2 separate regions of the Callithrix jacchus genome follow, and region 2 is linked to region 1. The links are chromatin contacts, called in public Hi-C maps. All regions are on one chromosome and are shown on one strand. The core of a region is the stretch at or near the end of the contact, and the rest is flanking DNA. Distances in the headings are between cores, read along the strand shown.

Region 1 (4,057 bases), core at 888-3,387:
GTATTTAATATCATTAGAGACGGAAATCAGGTAAAATGAAAATTCACCAAAACTGTATTGAGCATCTGCTAACCCCCAGGAACTGTGCTAAGCTCTGGGAAGTCAATCGTGATCCAGACAATTCTTTCCCCTCAAGGATATACGAGGTGTGTGTGTGTGTGTGTGTTTTGTTGTTTTAGATAGTTTTGCTCTGTTGCCCAGCCTGGAGTGCAGGGGTACAATCTTGGCTCACTGCAACCTCCACCTAGGGGCTTCAAGAGATTCTCCTGCCTCAGCCTCCTGAGTAGCTGGGATTACAAGTGCATGCCCCACCATGCCCAGCTAATTTTTTTGTATTATTAGTAGAGGTGGAGTTTTGCTATGTGGGCCAGGCTGGTCTCAAACTCCTGACCTCAAGTGATCCACCCACCTCCGCCTCCCAAAGTGTTGGGATTATAGGCATGAGCCACCACACTCAGCCTTCTCAAAGATATATGAGATTTTATCTGAAGTTATATTTTGAAGTGGCAGCTTAAAAACACTTATTTGCTACTGATACATTTAACTTGGTGAGATCTGAGAAAAAAAATGCATCATATTTCCCGCTTTTTCTTTAGAGATGTCGAGAAAGGCAGTTTAAATCCTGACTTACTAGACCTATGTGACAAAGGACAAAGGCAGCTAGAACAAGTTATCTAATCTCTAATGTCATCTAATGCTATCGAATTAGCCTCATTAGGTTACAATGAATACAATGAACAGCTTTCTTTCTTTCATCCCGTCAGTTACTGAGCCTCTGGTATGAAAGATGAGAATTTAAAATATTTTACCCAGGGCCAACTACAGGCTTCGTGTTTAACAACATTATACAATAAATTGCTAAATTTCATTTACAGACATAGGCCAGGCATTCCAATGCCTGGCTGTAGTTAGGCTGAACACAGTTAAACCATCTTCGGTAGCCTATCTAGTTAGTTGACTACAACTAAAGTATTGGGGAATGAATGATGGTGGAAGGGGCCAGTTTGGTTCAGGGAAAAACCGTCACTCTACGCGTGGGCCGCAATCAACGCTAGCCGACTCTACTGAGCAAATTCATCCGCTTTCATGAAGCGTTGAGAAGTGAGGACGTGGAGCCGGGGACTGGCAGGCGAGGAGAGGCACAGCTAGATCAGCAGAACCAGTCCTGGTGATGGAGCGGGTGGCAGCTGTTGCACAAATCACCTTTTCCCGCTTGCCACCTGAGCAACATTCAGAATCAGAAAAACGTAAAGAGCCCCCAAATTCATCTCCTTAGGTGAACTGCCTAAATCTTTCTGCAAAATTTGGCGTGTAGGTGCATTTCTTTGGCAAGAGGGTCTACAGTTCTCACTAGATTCTCAAAGGAGTCTACACCTGAAAAGAACGATTCACCGATAAGGTCCAACTTCCTCACTTACTAGACGGAAAACTGAGGCCCAGAGAAGGAAAAGCAGTTGGCTCATGACAAACAGCAGTGATATCAAAAGCGAAGGCATTTCAATTCAATTCTAATTCCGGCTTCACACGAATGGCCCTGGCGACGTTCAACACCTCTTCGCTTCTCTGCAGGCCCTGAAAGATCACCAGGAGGCGAGGGCTGGTGTCCGAGACCAGGAAAGGTCGCAGGCAGTCCAGATTCTAGCATCACAGAGACACTGGGCCAAGCGCTCAGCCGGGGATCCGCTGCCATAAAGACCCCCGCACCCTGTCCTCGCCCCGGCTCCGCAGAATTCCGCTGCACAGGTGACTTCAAGTGAGAACCAAGCACAAGGAGACCCCAGGGCGGTGGAGGCAGAGGGCGACTGCTTGCCTGGCGCCTACTCGCTCATCTGACAGAGAGGAAGAAGCAGGCACGCCCCAAAAGCAGGCCGGGAGCAAACCCACGCCACTGGGAGGAGAAAACCCGAAGAATAACAGGAAATGATGTAATGCGCACGTGCTACCGAAGGGGGCGGGTACGGGGCATTAGAGAGGCGCGGGCGCCGTCCTGCGCCTGCGTAGCCGTCGCCTGCCGCGCTGCCGACTCACTGGGGTGGGAGGAGCATGAGTAGGGGGACGGGACGCAGACGGGAATGCGCAGGCTCAGTGCAACTCCTGAGGCGCGGGCCGCCCTCTTGGCGGGTTTGGATCCGGGTCAGTCGGGAGCCGAGATTCGGGAGAAAAGCTCGGAACTGACGGCGTCGGATCACTCGAGTGCCCCAGCTGCGAGGAGGTAAGTGCCCTGACGTGAGGGAGAGCGGCCACGGTACCGCGTCTCGGCCTCCACAGCCGGCCGGGCCGCGGGCGGCTTTCTCCGGGCCCGCCCGCCTCGAGTCGCGTCGTTTCCCTGGGCTAGGCCTGGGCCTCTCCGCGCCCCCTCCTCCGCCGCGGCCTGTACCTGCTGGAGTTCCGAGTTCCGCGCTCTCTCCCCTTCCCGCCTTTCTGTCCTCCCGCGGCCCCCGCCCCGTTCCGCTCCTCCGCCGTCTCCCGCCCAGCGGCAGCTTCCCCTTTTCGCCCTCCTTGGCCGCCCTTTCCCGCTCTCCTCGTAGCCCCATTCTCGTTGGCTGCCTCTTCGGCCCCACTCGTTTCTTCTCCCTCATCCCTTGTGCCTCGCTCCGACTCCAGCCTCTCGTTCTGACACCGGGAATCTCCCGAGGAGCGCAACTTGCCAGCTGGAGACCCCTGACGGGCGGAGCCCCTGGACAGTCCGGTCCTCTCCGACGCCTTCTCCCCCCGGGTTCTGAGCAGGAATTTTCCTCGGTTCATGTTTAACCGCGACAGGTCCACACTCCGGATGAAAAGAAATAACTTCGTGTTTTGGTTGCAGCACTGCGAGTGTAAAGGGATGAGTCGGTTGCAGAGGAAGGTGTGAATGTGCTTTTTGTCCTGGGGACCGATTGTTTTCTACCGGTCTAGTTTGTCTATTCGAGTTGCTGGGCAGGGTTTTCTTTCCCGTACTCAGCGCTTCCTGGTGGTCTGGGAGTTTCGATATCTTTAACATTGTGATGACAACGCTTACCCGCGCATCCCTTATTAATCGTTCTCTGGTCTTCTCAGGGGCCTGGAAATGTAGACCTAGACTTGAGATTCAAGGAGGTCTTGGTTAAAACGGCAAGATACAAATAAGATTGTGACGCATTTCTTTCGTTGAAAGAGAAAAACCAGGAATTTGTCCTTTTGATGGAGGAACTTCGAAGAACTTTGTAATTTTTGTAAGGTTGTGGAAAATCCGAGGCACAGTTAAATTGCCCAGTGTGGTTTGAGTTAACACAAAGTAACTTGGAATAGGCTTTAAAGTTTCATCTCTGGAGATCGTTCAACTTTAAGAGTTCACTGCAGTGAAAACGCCAAGACTGTCTCCCACAAATTTAATATTAATGACGAAGGGCCAGCCAGTTATATCTGTTGTCCAGTTAGTTGTACAGCCCTTGCTTTCAGTGAATGGGGATCTGGGGATGCACAGGGGCATAGTGAGCTTTTTATAATTACAAACATGCTCTCCTCTAGCTCTTAAAGTTACGCCTAACACCTTTGCTCTGGGCTAAATTAACAGAAACAAGGCGAGTAGTCAAAAATGCTGAAAGTCTGAAAATCGTTTGGACAGAACTTCATCCCTGAAGTTTTAGTCTATAGCCAGATTATAATTTTGGCCTGTTTTGCTTTTTAGATGATAGATTTTTTTAGTGTGTCAACAGGAATGTAAAGTTTGTATTAACATCTAGTGTGATCACCTGCCATGCTATTAGTCAGCATGGTATAATTAGAAGTTACGTCTGTGGGTTCAGAGCCTCTTAGCGCAGTGTTAACATTGTAAGCTCTGGGAGCGCAGGAATGAGATTCTAGGCCTTACAGAAATGGAGTTTAGGCTTCTGTCCCTAGCATTCGGTCTAGTATCATGCACGTGGTAGGAATTCTGTAAATATGTGTGGAAGAAATGAATTTCTGCCTGTAGGATTCAGCAGTGTATACTTAAATTTGACGTGTACATAAATATGTTGACTGATTTCCAGAGAGGGTTAAAGAGGACTTATGTGGGGTCTGCGAGTTGGGGAGATTGGCTCAGATGATTTGCTAACTC
Region 2 (4,215 bases), core at 17-2,516, 250 kb before region 1:
CTCACCCCACCTTGATGCATATTAAATACCAGTCAAAACAAACTGATGACCCATCATCCTTGGAACACCTCGTGCACTTCTGATACACTCTACCTGAAAATTTCTCTTCTTTGTTCCTAATCAGACAGCTCAAATTGCCTTCAAGACCCAGCTGCCAGGTTACCTCCTCTGTGAATCCTTCCCAAACTACCTGAGGGTGATTCCCTCCAGTTTTCCACAAAACTGGGTTCCTAATTCATTTTTAGAAATTACAGTCCAATGGCAGGGGCGTTTACATAAAACCAGGCTCAATTTCACCACCCATTCATTTATCCAATAATTACTGATCACCTACCATAGAGGCACTGGGAACGCACATGCAAACAATCTAATTCTTTGCCTTATGAAGCTTACATCACAGTGGAATGAAGATAATGCATACTTGAGCATTTTACCATATATCAAGCATTGCTAAGCCCTTTATGCATTTCCTCATTTAATTTTCACAGTATTTGGTAAGAGCGCTGTTACTGTTCCCATTTTTAAAAGGACAAGGAGCACTGCCTCTTAGAATGTAAGTTTCACGAGGGCAGAGTGCTTGTCTGCCACGTCCGCTGCCACCTCCAGTGCCTGACACATGGCAGTGGCCTGTATACACCAGCGGGGGATATTGGTTAAGCAATGCGCCAAGGGGGCACCCGATGAGGCAGAGCAAGGATGCGTCTAGCCCCACCCTGGGCTCCTCATCTCTACCCTCCACCTGGAGCTTCCTATTGACTCTCCAGGGCCTCAGCAGTGCCGAGCGCCCAGCAGGGCTCAGTCACAGGCTGATGAATGAGCTGACAGGCGGACATATGAGTGAGATGCAGACACCACTTACGGGTGAAGCCGGGGATCTGCCCCCACATGGAGCCCATCGCTTTCCGGAGCATCACTTTCCTCTCCACCCCATCCACTCAACAAGCAGAGGTCAGGAGGCCATCTCTCCTGGAGCCCCCGACCCCCACATCTCGTGGACAACCTTCCGAAGCCCCCACTTCCGGCTGTCACCCCCTCCCCAGGTGTCCCCATTTCCTGGGGTCTCTCGCGCCTCTGGTACCCACTTCCGGTTATCCTTCCCTCTCAGAGGTCCCTCTCCTTGGCTCCCAGGGCACATGGACGGGCTCGCGGGCACTCACCGGCCCGGCTACGGGCGGAGCGCGGGTCAATCGGCGGCGGGAGCCTCGTCCGGCAGCGCGCGCAGAAACGACCCGCACTGCCGGCCCGGCCAGACCGGCCCTTCGCGCCGGAAGTGACGTGCCAGGGCGTGGGAGGCGGGGCTCCGCCTAGGGGCGCGCTTGTGCGACACCTCCCGGCAACGCCTGCGTTCTATCCCCACCTAGCGGCCGGGACTCAGCGCTGCGGACCCGGAGTGGCTGGGAGGAGCTGGGACGCCAGCCACTTGTCAAACCCGGCGTATAGATGGGGAAACTGAAGCTCAGAGAAGGAAGGAAAGAAGCTGCCATTTTCCAAGAGCATGCTAACATGTACCTGTTGTTTCACATCCATGATCTCATTAACTCCTCATATTTACGCAATTACCTTATTTCACGAAAAGGAAAGTGGCAATCAAGGCGGTAAAGGGCTTCAAACCTAGATCTCAGAATTAGCATTCTAGACTTTTCCTCTATTACGGCTGCTATCAGGACTGTCTGCTCCAAAAGGGGAGATTCCAAACCAGGAGACGTCTGTCTGTCATTAACTGAGTGACCTGGAGCAAGTCCCCTTTCCTCCTTGGGCCTCTGTTTCCTCATCTGAAACCTGATTCTTGCTCTGGAGCCTGATTCAGTAACTACTTTTTTCCTGCTTTGGGCTCACGAAGTTCCCTCCAGACAAAGACATGACTAACTCCCACCCCAGTCCATCAAGATCCCCTCGCAAGGATTTTGTGGAGCTGCAACTTTTAGACAAATCTCCTCGGTCCCTCTGAGGCAGAGGAAACACTAAGCCATTTCTAGAGAGAAATTCTGGTGGTCCAGGAGAACTCTGAGCCCCAAGAGACGATCTTAAACAGTCTTTTCGTTTCTCTACCCCAGGGGCGGCAGAGTCCCAAGAAGATGGGAAGTCATCCATGAAGGCCATAAGAACATGGCAGTTTCTGCCAGATGCTAGATTAAGGGGCAAGGGGGTGGCAGTGTGGTGGGGACCTGGGAATCATGAGTTTTGACTCCTGCTCTCAGCTTCATCGCTTCTAGGAATTACAGAAAAAATATAGAATATTCACTACAGTTTGAATTTCAGATAAACATGTAAATATGTTCCTTTCCAAACAGAAAAAAATAGGCCGGAAATGGTGGCTCATGCCTGTAATCCCAGCACTTTGGGAGGCTGAGGCAGGTGGGTCACCTGAGGTCAGGGGTTTGAGACCAGCCCGGCCAACATGATGAAACCCGTGTCTACTAAACATACAAAAAAAAAAAAAAAAATTAGCTGGGCATGGTGGCAGGCACCTGTAGTCCTCGCTGCTTGGGAGGCTGAGGCAGGAGAATTGCTTGAACCCAGGAGGTGGAGGTTGCAGTGAGCTGAGATGGCGCCATTGCACCCTAGCCTGGGCAAGAGCAAAACTCCATCTCAAAAAAATAAATGAATAAAATAAATCTAAAAATTAAAAAATAAAAAATAAATATGTCCTGCAACATTTGAGACATATTTATACTTTAAAAATTGTTGTTTGTGGGAAATTCAAATTTGGCTGCTGGGAATCATGAGTTTTGTCTTGTATGCTAAATCCATGTATTATTTTCCTGTTACTGTTACAATGAATTACTACAAACTTCATGGATTGAAACAACACATATATATTCTCTTGCAGTTCTCTAGGTCAAAAGTCTGAAGTCAAGGTGTTGGCAAGGCTGCATTCTTTGGGACATCAATTTCTTTCCACCTTTTTCAGTTTGTAGAGGCCACCTGCATTCCTTACTCATGGCCCCCTCCTTGAATCACCTCAACCTCCTGTTTCTGTTGTCACATCTAATACTGACTGATCCTCCTGCTTCCTGCTTCATATAAGGACTCTTGGGATTACATTGGGTGCTCCCAGATAATCCAGAATAATGGTACCATATCAAGATCCTTACATTAATTACATCTGTGAAATCTCTTTTAAAACGGAAGGTAAGGCCAGGCGCATACTTGTAATCCCAACACTTTAGGAGACTGAAGTGGGTGGATCACGTGAGGTCAGAAGTTCGAGACCAGCCTGGCCAACCTGGTGAAACACCATCTCTACTAAAAATACAAAAATTAGCTAGGCATGGTGGTAGACGCCTGTAATCCCAGCTGCTCGGGAGGCTGAGGCAGGAGAATGGCTTGAACCCAGGAAACAGAGGTTGCAGTGAGCTGAGATCATGCCACTGCACTCCAGCCTGGGTGACAGAACGAGACTCTGTTTCAAAACAAAAAACAAACCCAAAAACGTAAGGTAGGATATTCACAGGTTTCAGACATTAGCACGAGGACATCTTTTAGTGGTGCTGTGGAGGAATTATTCAGCCTACCATCTGGCATCCCTAATCCTGGCTGTGCCACCTTAGCCAAGTCACTCAAATTCCCGAAGCCTCCAGTTTTTTTTAATGGGCAAAAAGCTGATTAACTTACAACCATATAAATGAATTTACACCTTTTCTTACACCAGGTAAACAGGTATTTTTATTTATTTATGTATTTATTTTGAAAAGGAGTCTTGCTCTGTTGCCCAGGCTAGAGTGCAGTGGCACGATCTTGGCTCACTGCAACCTCCGCCTCCCAGGTTCAAGCAACTCTTCTGCCCCAGCTGAGTAGCTGGGATTGCAGGTGCCTGCCAGTACACCAGGCTAATTTTGTATTTTTAGTAGCAAAGGAATTTCACCATGTTGGCCAGGGTAGTCTTGAACTCCTGACCTCGTGACCTGCCAGCCTCAACCTCCCCAAGTGCTGGGATTACAGGCATGAGCCACTGCACCCAGCCAGGTATTTTTAATAGAGATGGGGTTTTGCCGTGTTGGCCAGGCTAGTCTTTTTTGGGGGGGTGGGGGTGGCAACAGAGTTTCATTCTTGTTGCCCATGCTGGAATGCAGTGGCCTGATCTCAGCTCACCACAACCTCCTCCTCCCGGGTTCAAGCGATTCTCTGCCTAAGCCTCCCGAGTAGCTGATACTACAGGCATGTGCCACCATGTCCTGCTAATTTTGTATTTTTGGTAGAGACGGGGTTTATCCA

Evidence for each region. Hi-C and Micro-C count contacts between places; a contact is called where the count stands out from the background.
Region 2: a Hi-C map of skeletal muscle shows a contact between it and region 1, with 5 times the contacts expected there. The contact joins the promoter of TTPAL here to the promoter of OSER1 in region 1. A contact is called at or near these places in 3 of 3 Hi-C or Micro-C datasets (induced pluripotent stem cells and skeletal muscle).

The regions. Positions count from the first base shown.
Region 1 is chr5:39,575,170-39,579,226 of calJac240_pri, reverse strand. OSER1 (oxidative stress responsive serine rich 1) reads left to right here and starts at 2,137. Exons shown (of 4, transcript XM_035298666.3): 1 at 2,137-2,212. It overlaps LOC144582478 (a long non-coding RNA gene), which reads right to left and starts at 1,834. Exons shown (of 3, transcript XR_013535209.1): 1 at 1,419-1,834.
Region 2 is chr5:39,821,202-39,825,416 of calJac240_pri, reverse strand. It overlaps TTPAL (alpha tocopherol transfer protein like), which reads right to left and starts at 1,266. Exons shown (of 4, transcript XM_078371732.1): 1 at 860-1,266.